Regions from separate parts of the Mus musculus genome. Here regions 1 and 2 are each linked to region 3. A link is a contact called in public HiChIP or PLAC-seq and Micro-C data. All regions are on one chromosome and are shown on one strand. Each heading gives the region's core, a stretch centred on a gene start, on an enhancer-like site or on the middle of the called end of the contact. The rest is flanking DNA. Distances are from core to core; before and after follow the strand shown. Region 1 holds the start of Runx3 (runt related transcription factor 3). Region 2 holds the start of Cnksr1 (connector enhancer of kinase suppressor of Ras 1). Region 3 holds the start of Man1c1 (mannosidase, alpha, class 1C, member 1).

What was found. Hi-C and Micro-C count contacts between places; a contact is called where the count stands out from the background. HiChIP or PLAC-seq counts read pairs in DNA pulled down with a chosen protein or histone mark.
Region 1: a contact with region 3 is called in a Micro-C map of embryonic stem cells, with 2.5 times the contacts expected there. The contact joins the promoter of Runx3 here to the promoter of Man1c1 in region 3. A contact is called at or near these places in 1 of 484 Hi-C or Micro-C datasets (embryonic stem cells) and 1 of 115 datasets of contacts at active chromatin or transcription factors (embryonic stem cells).
Region 2: a contact with region 3 is called in a FOXA1 HiChIP or PLAC-seq map of pancreatic cancer cells. The contact joins the promoter of Cnksr1 here to the promoter of Man1c1 in region 3. A contact is called at or near these places in 2 of 39 promoter capture datasets (liver and neural stem cells) and 1 of 115 datasets of contacts at active chromatin or transcription factors (pancreatic cancer cells).

Annotation. Positions count from the first base shown.
Region 1 is chr4:135,151,046-135,154,335 of GRCm38.p6, forward strand. Runx3 (runt related transcription factor 3) reads left to right here and starts at 1,500. Exons shown (of 5, transcript NM_001369050.1): 1 at 1,500-2,011. The coding sequence starts at 1,727.
Region 2 is chr4:134,237,145-134,240,575 of GRCm38.p6, forward strand. It overlaps Cnksr1 (connector enhancer of kinase suppressor of Ras 1), which reads right to left and starts at 1,255. Exons shown (of 21, transcript NM_001081047.1): 1 at 1,113-1,255. The coding sequence starts at 1,164.
Region 3 is chr4:134,702,702-134,706,415 of GRCm38.p6, forward strand. It overlaps Man1c1 (mannosidase, alpha, class 1C, member 1), which reads right to left and starts at 1,589. Exons shown (of 12, transcript NM_207237.3): 1 at 244-1,589. The coding sequence starts at 768.

The DNA.
Region 1 (3,290 bases), core at 250-2,749, 450 kb after region 3:
GGCTTCCTAGATCCCCTCTGGTCCAGAGGCTGTTTCCATGGCGGCCCAAGGCCTAGTGATGGTCAACTCCGAATCATAGGTTCTCAAAAAGTTCCAGTAAGGGACCTTCACTGTCCTTGCTTCCCTGGTGGCTTGAGGCGCTGGCATAAGGCCCAGAGAGGGGCAGAATACAATTCTCCTGGCACTCGTTAGACTCAGGACATACCTAGTACCCCGCTGTTGTACACACAGCGCCTGATTTCGTTTTTTGACAAAATGGAGTGTTCTAAGCTGAGGTCAGAGCCAGGATGAGGTCTTGATGCCTCTGTCGCCATCGGATCCTAAATCGTGTCGCTTCTGGGGCTTGTATTGGTAGTTGCAGACAGATTCACTGTCGCTGGCAACGAAAATGCAGTCGAATTTCCAAAGCAGTGAGAGAAACACATGCATTCGTTCGTTGCTGCCGTCCAAGGAGTGCACGGGGTTGGGGAGAGCACAGCCCTCGGTGACCGGTGACCGTGGACTCTCTAGTTGTGTGTCTGTGCCCCCATGCCAGGCTTAGGAGACGGGACGGGAAAGAGTTGTTGTTAGTGAAGTCCAGGAGTTGCTGGGCCACGGAGCATGAGGAACACAGAGACCCCAGGGCCGATTTCCCACAGGGCACCTGACAGCTCTGTAGGCTCAGCGCTTTAGGGCCAAGAAGACTATGGCCCGGCCCTAGGAGGACCCCTTTCCATCCGTGGGGAGAAAGCAGTCTGAGCGTTAAGACTTCTTTCTGCCACAGACCCTCATCCACTTCCACTAGACGGACGGTGGTTGCATGCGTATGGTGTAGCATGGAATGTTCCAAAAAAGCACACTGTTGTAGGCCCCATTGTAGTTTTCAAAGACCCATGAGCTGCCAAGACAGAGGACAACTCCACGAGGCCTGCGCGATCCTGAAATTAGTTTTGAGTGGACAGGAGCCGTGTGGTTGTCCCCACCCCACTGTTGGTCCCTGTGGCAACCCCTATTCTGTCTGCCTCGAAGGTTGACACAGAAGCCACAGAGACGAGAGCCAAGGCCGCGCGGAGCTGTGGACTCCCTCGTGGGGTGGAAGCTCTAGGGTCAAAATCGTTTGTGGAGTGGAGGGAATGAGAAAACCGTCTTGGGTGTCACCGCGGCAACCAGCTGAGGGTGCAGGTTCCGGGCTGCGGTGGCCAGAGCTGAAGCAGCCAGGCTGCGACTCGAGGGAGGGGAAGCGAGCCGCAGCCAGGAGGCTGGAAACCCGATGTCTGCCCAGGTCGCAGCGGCCGCTCCTGACTCCGGGGACCGCGGCTCCCCGCGCGGCTACCGGGACGCGGGTGTCTAGACCCTCTGGGGCGGAGCCTGGCCCCTGCTTGGCTCGCGCGGGCCCGAGCCACCGGGTCCTCCACGGCGAACCCCGAGCCTGGGGGCTGCGATTGGCTGCGCCCCGCGTCGCTCGCACGGCCCCGCCCCGAGGCCCGGGGTACTAACCCCGCGCGGGCGGCCGCGTCGCCGCCACTTGATTCTCTAGGATCCGGGCTGGGGCCGCGGCCGCCGAGTCCGTGGGGCGGCCGCGCGCGCCGGATGCGGGACTAGCGGGCGCGCGGCCGACCGTCGGGGCGCACCCCCTCCCCCGGCGCCGCCCCTCCCCCCACCCCCCACGCTGGCCGGGCCCCGAGCCGCCGCCTTCCCGCCTCCCGCTTCCCGCGGCTGCGGCCGCCCGCGCCCTGACGGCCGCGGCATGCGTATTCCCGTAGACCCGAGCACCAGCCGCCGCTTCACTCCCCCCTCCACGGCCTTCCCCTGCGGCGGCGGCGGCGGCGGCAAGATGGGCGAGAACAGCGGCGCGCTAAGCGCGCAGGCAACCGCGGGCCCCGGCGGCCGCACCCGGCCCGAAGTGCGCTCGATGGTGGACGTGCTGGCCGACCACGCGGGAGAGCTCGTGCGCACCGACAGCCCCAACTTCCTCTGCTCCGTGCTGCCCTCGCACTGGCGCTGCAACAAGACGCTGCCGGTCGCCTTCAAGGTGAGTGCAGGGGCCCGAGCCGGGAGGACACCGGGGAACCTGGGCGCCCCCATTTGCAGGAGCCCATACCGGGGAGGACTTGGGGAGCACCTAGAAGTAGGACATGAAAGGGGATGTCACCCAGCTGGCAAGACACCGGGGTACCCGGGCGCCCCTACTGCAGGATGCCACTCCCGGAAGGACCCCCGCTGGACTCCAGGCGATCCGCAATAAGAGCCCAGACCCCAGAGAACATGGGAGGTACCGTGGTGGAAGAAAAGGGGGTCACCCGGCTAGCAGGACATAGGGGTGCCTGGTCACCCACGCTGCAGGAGCCCAGGCCCGACAGAACATGAGAGGAACCTGGGTGTCCCCGCTGCCCGAGCCCGGGTCCAGAGAGAAATATGGTTACATCAGTCAGGGAAGGTACCAGGAGGACGTCCAGGAGAACTGGGCGTGGGGAGTTCTTCTGCCGTTCCTATTCCAAGAGTCAGAACCCCAGACCTCCCGTTGGGAACGGTACACCGCGGCCTCTCTGCCGGAGGACACGGACACTTGGGGCGCTCCTTCTCGGTGGCACAGACAGCCTGGAGGAGCCATACCCCGTTCCACCTGGCCTTCACGGGGCCCTGCAGAGTATAGTGGCATGGAAACCGGAGGACTGGGGCTCCCAGATTCTTTGGCACAGTCTAACCGGTAACTGGGATGAGGACCGCCGGAGCTGGGCGAGGACCCGGGAGGTGTGGGGCACAGAGGGCGAGGAGGGCCTGGCCTAGCACCGCGCCTCCTGCTCTGCAGCAGAAACACTTCCTTCCCACACTCTCAACCTCAGCGGCTGAAGTGTTGCACAGGGCGACCGTAGGCCGGTTCTAAAGGGCTGCCTCCGGCATAAGTCTGCATCCCGAAAGATAGGCAGAGACTTGGGGAATGCCTCCATCCTGGTAGCCCCAGAGTCGTTCAGAGAATTTATTTTTCAACGATACCAGGGATAGGCAACTGTTTCGTTTCTCTCTCTCTCTCTCTCTCTCTCTCTCTCTCTCTCTCTCTCTCTCTCTCTCTCTCTCTCTCTTGTAAGGGGGGCAGCCAGATGAAACGAAAACGCCTTGGTTTTCCCCTAAACCTCTCACAGCTGCCGTGAGAAAGGACAGAGTAGGAAGGGCCAGCGGCTGGGAGGTAGTGATGCCCGAGGTGGCTGGAAACGCGGCTGCTGGCAGCTGAGGCCCTCCTTGCTCCCATTAAGACTTCAAATTGGAAAGGGGTGGGGGGAAGGCTGGTGACTCTTTGAGGTCTCCCGGGTGAC
Region 2 (3,431 bases), core at 5-2,504, 470 kb before region 3:
TTTGCTCTTCCCATTTCTAGAGGGTGGAGACCACCCATCATCGTCCCTGATACACTAATGCATACAGATGTAGCAGCTTGCTCATGCTTTGATGGAAAGCCTCCCATTTCAGGCCCAACTGCCATGGGGAATGTGTAGCCATTAGGTTCTCCTCCACCATTTCTCCTGTGCCATTACAAGGGCTGGATTGGGAATTCAGGACCCAGGGTTACTCGGACAATTTCATTCCCACGTTGAATGTGCTGGCCTGCCATCCTCCCTCCCAGAGGTCACAAACATTTGAGCAACGGAAGCTAGTCACACCACCATGGTCTCATTTTGACCGATTCATGAATAGAGAGGCCTGTGGTCACCTTCCTGGTGAGCGGTAGTAGCCACCAGTGTGGGGGAGTCAGCCTGTTGCTCTCCTGTCTGCTCACACAGAAATGCCTGAGCAGGCTCCAGCTACCCGCCCCCCCCCCACGCCCCTCTGAGAGCCTCCACACCCCGTCCTGCAGCCACACGCCCTCATTTTTCCTGAGTCTGACTGTGTTTGTGACTCTTGGTCACCTGGGGAGTGATCTTCACTCCTGAGGGTGGAGCTGTGTCACCCCTTCAGTATGACTAGGGTTTCTGTTTCTCTTACTGCCAACCTAAGGCTGAGAAAATGACACCCAGGGCCGGCCCTGTTCCAAGACTGAACAAATCACTTCCTGGCTCTGTGTATGTTTCTACTTCTGAAAAATGGGCTTAATAATAGCTCACAGGGCCCTGGGGCACTGAGAAGATGACGGAGATAAAGGGGGTGTGGGCCACTAGAGCCTCCCTGTTTTGCGTACTTATCACCGCACCTGTCTGCCGCCACCCTGGCGGGCGCTAGAACACCCCTAAAGTCTGGGAAAGACCCCTTCCTGCATCTTGGGCCCTCCAGTGTCGCCTGGCCTATCTCTGCCCTCACTGTTCCTGTATTGGGGACGCTGGTCGGCTGGTACAGGGTAGACGCTCTATAAATACCTGTTGACTCATAGACTCCGCAGGTTCTTTCTCCTTTTCCCTCCCTACTTTCTGGTCCAAGGGACACCGCACTAATCCCCTTGAGCCCACTTCGCCCCTGCCTCTCCCGATTCACCAACCTCTCAGCCAAGCTGCCACCTTCCCGGGGGTCCAGGCCTCCACGGGCTCCATCCTGAGCTCTGCCCGTAGCGTCCAGCCCCTGCAGGAATTTCCGCTCCCAGTCCGAGCCCGAGCCCGGAGGCCGCGGGGCTGGGCCAGAGCAGGCAGGGCGGGGCCGCTGCATACCTGGGCCCACGTGGCCAACCAGGTAAGGCAGTGCCACTGCCATTGGTCCACCGCCTGTCTTCCTCCTGCCCTGCCCCTCTGGCATCCTAGGGCTTTGGCAACTAGGCAGTTGGACTCCTGGGCTGGCGCCAAGGGGTGTGTGACTCAGGCAGTCCGGAACTGGCATGGGATTCAACTCAAAACTGGCCTCACCAAGGAGGGAGGATCCCTATAAGTTTGACGTTAGCCGAATCTACATAGTGAGTTCCAGGCTAGCCAGAGCTGTGCATCGAGACTTTGTCTCAAATATCCACAAAACAAAAAACAAACTGGGCTCATATCCCAGCCGAGAGGACCCTGACCTCTCAGCACCCCACCCCCACCCCCAAAAAGAGTACTTGGTGAATGGTTGGCGCAGAAGCAAAGCGCAGGACTAGCCACTATCTACCCATCCCCGGGTCCCCGTGGTATCTATCTCATTATCGCCATCTGGAGTTGTTGCACAGACAGCTGACCTACTTTCAGTGCTCATTTCAGGGCATAACAGTCCTTGCTTCACGGGACATTTGCGAGCATCTGAACAAATGGTGGCTATAAGTGGCATCATCTCAGGATTCTGAAGGCTGAGGCAGGTGGATGGCTCACCTGGACTACAGAGCAAGCCCATTCCAAAACAAAACGAAACAGCAGAAACTGAGTAAATAAAAGCTGCACCGTGGACTCTGCCCCCTTTGACAACCTGTTGAGATTTAGAGGCCCTTTCTCAAAGTAAGACTTTAATCAATTCAGTTATTACTTATTTTAGGGCACAAAGGGCTTTTATTGGTTACCATAGTAAGTGAAGAGGAAGCACCCCAGCCATTCCCAAGACATTTGCAGATGTCAGCTGCCTCCTGAAAGCGCTTTTATTCTTTTTTTTTTGTTGTTTTTTTTTTTTTGTTTTTTTTTAAAGATTTATTTATTTATTATAAGTACACTGTAGCTGTCTTCAGACACTCCAGAAGAGGGCGCCAGATCTCATTACTGATGGTTGTGAGCCACCATGTGGTTGCTGGGATTTGAACTCTGGACCTTCGGAAGAGCAGTCGGGTGCTCTTACCCACTGAGCCATCTCACCAGCCCAGCTTTTATTCTTGCTACAATTTTTGAGTTGCTTTTCATTCTTGCTATGTTGCTCAGACTGCTCTACAACTCAGGGGTTCCAGTGATTTTCCTACTTTTGTTCCCCCCCCAAAAAAAATAGAGACCACAGTTTGCATCACAGAACCAGTTAGAATGATGCCTTTGTTTGTTTGTTTGTTTTTGTTTTGTTTTGGAGACAGGGTTTCTCTGTGTAGCCCTGGCTGTCCTGGAACTCACTTTGTAGAACAGGCTGGCTTCAAACCTGCCTCTGCCTCCCGAGTGCTGGGATTAAAGGCGTGGACCACCACGCCCGGCTTAGAATGATGCTCTTAAAAGCCCAAGCAACTGGGGCTGGGGAGATGGCCAACAGTTAAGAACAGGCAGAAAGAGAACCGGGTTCAATTCCTAGGACTCACATGTTGACTCACAACTGTCTGTAGCTCCAGTTCCAGGGGATCTGATGTCCTCTTCTGCCCACCTCATAAACTGCATGAACATGGCACAACACAGGCAAACACCCATACTCCCAAATCCTTTATTTAAAAAAAAAAAAAAAAAAAAGCAAAAAAGCACAGGGGCTGGAGAGATGGCTCAGCGGTTAAGAGCACTGACTGCTCTTCTGGGTCCTAAGTTTAAATCCCAGAACCCACATGGTGGCTCACAACCATCTGTAATGGGATCCGATGCCCTCTTCTGGTGTGTCTGAAGACAGCTACAGTATACTCATATATAATAAATAAATAAATAAATAAATAAATAAATAAATAAATAAATAAATAAATAAATCTATCTCTAGCCAGGCAATGGTGACACAGAACCCACATGGTGGCTCACAACCATCTGTAATGGGATCCGATGCCCTCTTCTGGTGTGTCTGAAGACAGCTACAGTATACTCATATATAATAAATAAATAAATAAATAAATAAATAAATAAATAAATAAATAAATAAATAAATAAATCTCTAGCCAGGCAATGGTGACACATGACCTGTCTTGAAAACAAAACAAAACAAAAAAAAAAAAAAGAAAAATCACAAAACAATGCTTAGA
Region 3 (3,714 bases), core at 339-2,838:
AAAGGGGACGGGGGTGGTGGGGGGGGGGGGAATCCACCTGGAGGTTGGTAGGAGCCATGAACTAACCTAGTTATCCTAAAGTAGGCACCAAGCAAAGAGAGTAACTTCGGATTGAGGGGCGGTGCTGCGGCCTGCCTGAAGGGTCTTGGGCAGACCAGGAGCCAGGAGAGGCCAAGAAGGTGGGGAATCGCTTGCAGCTAGAAGTCTTGGCGGGAGGTGTGTGTTGGGGGGGGGGGTGCTTACCTCTTTGATTTTCTCTCGCTGAGCTCGCACCAGACTCTGGGACTCCTTACTCTCATCAGTCCTTGTCCCCAAGACCGGGTGTCGAAGGCGGCTGCGGAAACCATTGTAGTCGAAAGTGAACCGGACGCTCTCTTCCTGCGGCCTGAGGGCTGCAACCCTGTTGCCTTCCTCCCGGGGCCCGGTGGGGCGGGTTCGCCGCAGCCACCCTTTCCTACGGAGAACACCGACCAGGCGGCTGGGATCGTCCTCACCCGGGGCCGGAGCCGCAGGGGCAGGGTTGGGAGGCGGCTCCTGCTCTGACACCGAGTGGTGACCGGCGATTTCGGCCATCACCTCCAGGCCGGGCTGTTGGGTCCGCGAGGCCGAGAAGAGGCGCTTGAGGCGAGAGGAATGGGGCAGAAGGAACAGGGCGCCAAAGCACAGGGTGACGAGGCCCGAGAGGAAGAGCAGGAAAAGGAACTTCTGCGGCAGCCGCAGCCCCCACGGCGAGGCCGGGACGAAACCCGGCACTTTCCTCACCAGCATCGCGGCGCGGCCAGCAGGAGGGGGCTGTCAGCTCCGCCCGGGGCCCCGGGAGTCCTCAGAGTCCTCAAGGGTGGGGAGCAAGAGTGAAGTGGCTGGGGTCCCCGAGCAAGGCTGCGCACCTCGAGGCCGCCGCTTCGGGACCCGCCCGAAGTTCAGGGAGTTTGGAGCGAGTCCTCCCGCGCGGGGGCGGGGGCGCGGCGGCCTCGGCGGGGCCCGGGCGAGGGGGGCTGCTCGGCTGGAGCCCGGGCCCGCCGTGCGCCGCAGCCTGCCCTCCGCCTGATCCACGGAGCCCGCGCCCTCCCGCGCCTTCCCGCGCCGGAGTGGTCACATGCCGTCCGCGACGCCCTCGCGGAGGGTGCGCAGGACGCAGGCCCCGACCCGCCGGCACCCGAAGTTTCAGCCTCTGGAGCAGTTTGCAAAGGGAACCCCCGGGGCTTGCAGGGCGAGCGCAGCTCCTAGAGCGCGAGCCCAGCCGGTGGTGACGGCGCAGGGCCCGGCGGTCGGGACACGTCCACAACTTTGCTCCGCCGCGCGCGGTTGCCGCTCCCGAGGCTGCGCGGGACCCAGGGGCTTCAGATGCTCGCGCGGGGAGAGGGATACCCGGGAAGCGCGTGCGAAGCCTGCAGCTGGCCTCTGTCAGCCCTGGGCCTGCCGCTGAGCCAGGAAGCCTTGGCTCCGGCGCCGCAACTCGGGAGGGCGCGGGTCTCCTGCTGCGATCACCTGTTCCCGGCCCCGCGGCTCCGCTAGCCGCGCAGGCTCACCCGCCGCAGCTCCAGACGGGCCGCCGCTGCTCCGGCTCTCACTGCGACAGCGCCGCTGCCCCGCCCCCCGCCAGCCACGCCCTCAGGCCACGCCTACAGCGCGCCTCGCGCCCCTCCTCTCCGCCCGCCGCGGCACCGCAGTTCGGCCAATGGGGAACCTAGCCGGGAAAGATGGGCGGGTCACAGTCTGGGCCACGCCCCCCGCTCCAAATGCTGGCGCTGCGCTCCCCCATCCTGCTAGCTCCAATGGTCCAGCTGCGCGCTGTGGAGAGGGCGGGGTGCAGAGCGGAGAGAGGTCATTGGCTGCTTCCGAGGGATCCCCGATGGGCCACAATCACCCATTGGTTTCTGCCCAGCGTTCGCTGGACTCCGAAAGACCGAGACGCCCCCTCCACCGCCCACCTCCGCCTAGCGCCGCTCTGTGTTTCGGTCTCCCCCCGGAAGGGCCAGGAGACCAGGTTGTTCTGTAAGGCGCTGCCCATCGTTGGGCGACCCTGTCACTTCTCAGCACCAGCCGGGGATTGCCAGGTTGCTGGTAGCCAGGGATGCCCAGAGCTCAGACCAGCCGCGGTAGTACAGCTGCTTCGCTCTGGGGGGGATGGGGATGGCTGGACCAAACCCGAGAGCTGTGGCTGTGGTTATGTCTGGCTGAATCAGTATTTCCAGGGTTCCTCGCAAACCGCCACCAAAAATGTGGCCAAGGCCCTTGGGTGGGGTTGGCGAGGGATGCTAACATGAGAAGCAAGAAGAGAGAGGGACAGACAGAGAGAGAGGCGGGGACCTGGACATATGCACGGGTCATACATAGGATATGCATGTATGTGAACATTTGCATTTTTATGCATACAGAGGCTACCTTGTGGGTGTGTGCTTACATGCAAATATACACTTAATTTCAGCACGGACACCCTAGCAATTATGCCAAAGTGTATCTAGACAGGTCTATATAAGCAAAACATTGACGTGCACAGGCATACCCAAGCCACCTCCACAAGCCCACACATACACCGGCATGTGTTATCAGACACCGTGTGCCCCTGCCCCAAGACACATGCATCCGTGGACTTTAGTCCTTCCCTTGCTGTTAAACCTCACACCGGGGGCCAAAATAACACTGCTGTGTGGGTCTCTCATGCAAAACTCTTTATAGAGACAACAGCATAGGGAGAGACAAATTAAGAGGTATAATAGGCAAGGGGGAAAATATCTGCTTTCAGCTGCAATTTGAAAGACAGAAAATACTGCAGGGACGCCTTTCCCGGAGAGGAGGCAGCCCAGGCAGGCTCTCACCTCATAAATCTTTCTTCTTCCCTGAGGCTTTCTGCAAATGGGCTACTGAGGCTTGCTTCTAACCCTGGCCAAACCATTGCCAGCACGCCCACTCCTGACATTTAAATACCCCTGGCATATAAATTTCTCTCTGCTGAAAATAAAAGATAAAAGACTACTGTCGCTAACAGGTGCAAATATTTTGGTCACCGGAGATGAATAATTTCTCCCAATACACCTAGCTTATATGTAAATTTCTACTTCAAATGTTTCAGTCTCTTATGAGTTTGGCTGGCAGGAGTCAGTTCCCTGGAGTTAGCTCGTGCATGAGATAAGCATGTGTGTGCTCCTTAATGCAGTAGCCCAGAGGCCTAGCCTGGTCTCCTGCACGTCTCCCTTGTCCAAGCTTCTCAGTGGATCCTACAGGAGAGTCCTGGCATATACTTGGGGAAGGAGGTAGGGACCTAGCCTTTAATGTCAGCTTGTCTGCACTGAGGGGGTTGGGGGGCACGGAGACAGAGACGGAGTGTGTGAGTGAGTGTGTGTGTGTGTGTGTGTGTGTGTGTGTATGTGTGAATGTGTATGAGTGTGTGTGTTTGAGTGTGTGTGTTTAAGTATGTGTGTGTATGAGTGTGAGTGTTTGAGTATGTGTGAATGTGTATGTGTGAGTGAGTATGTGTGTGTGTGTGTGTGTGTGTGTTTGAGTATGTGTAAACGTGTGTGAGTGTGGATGTGTGTGTTTGAGTATGTGTGAATGTGTGTGAGTGTGGATGTGTGTGAGTGTTTGAGTATATGTGAATGTGTGAATGTGTGAATGTGTGTGTGTGTGTGTGTGTGTGTGTGTGTGTGTGTGTGTGTGTGTTGGGCAGGGAGGGAGGGGTCATTGGAGGAGATAGAAACAAGAAGTCGGGCTGGA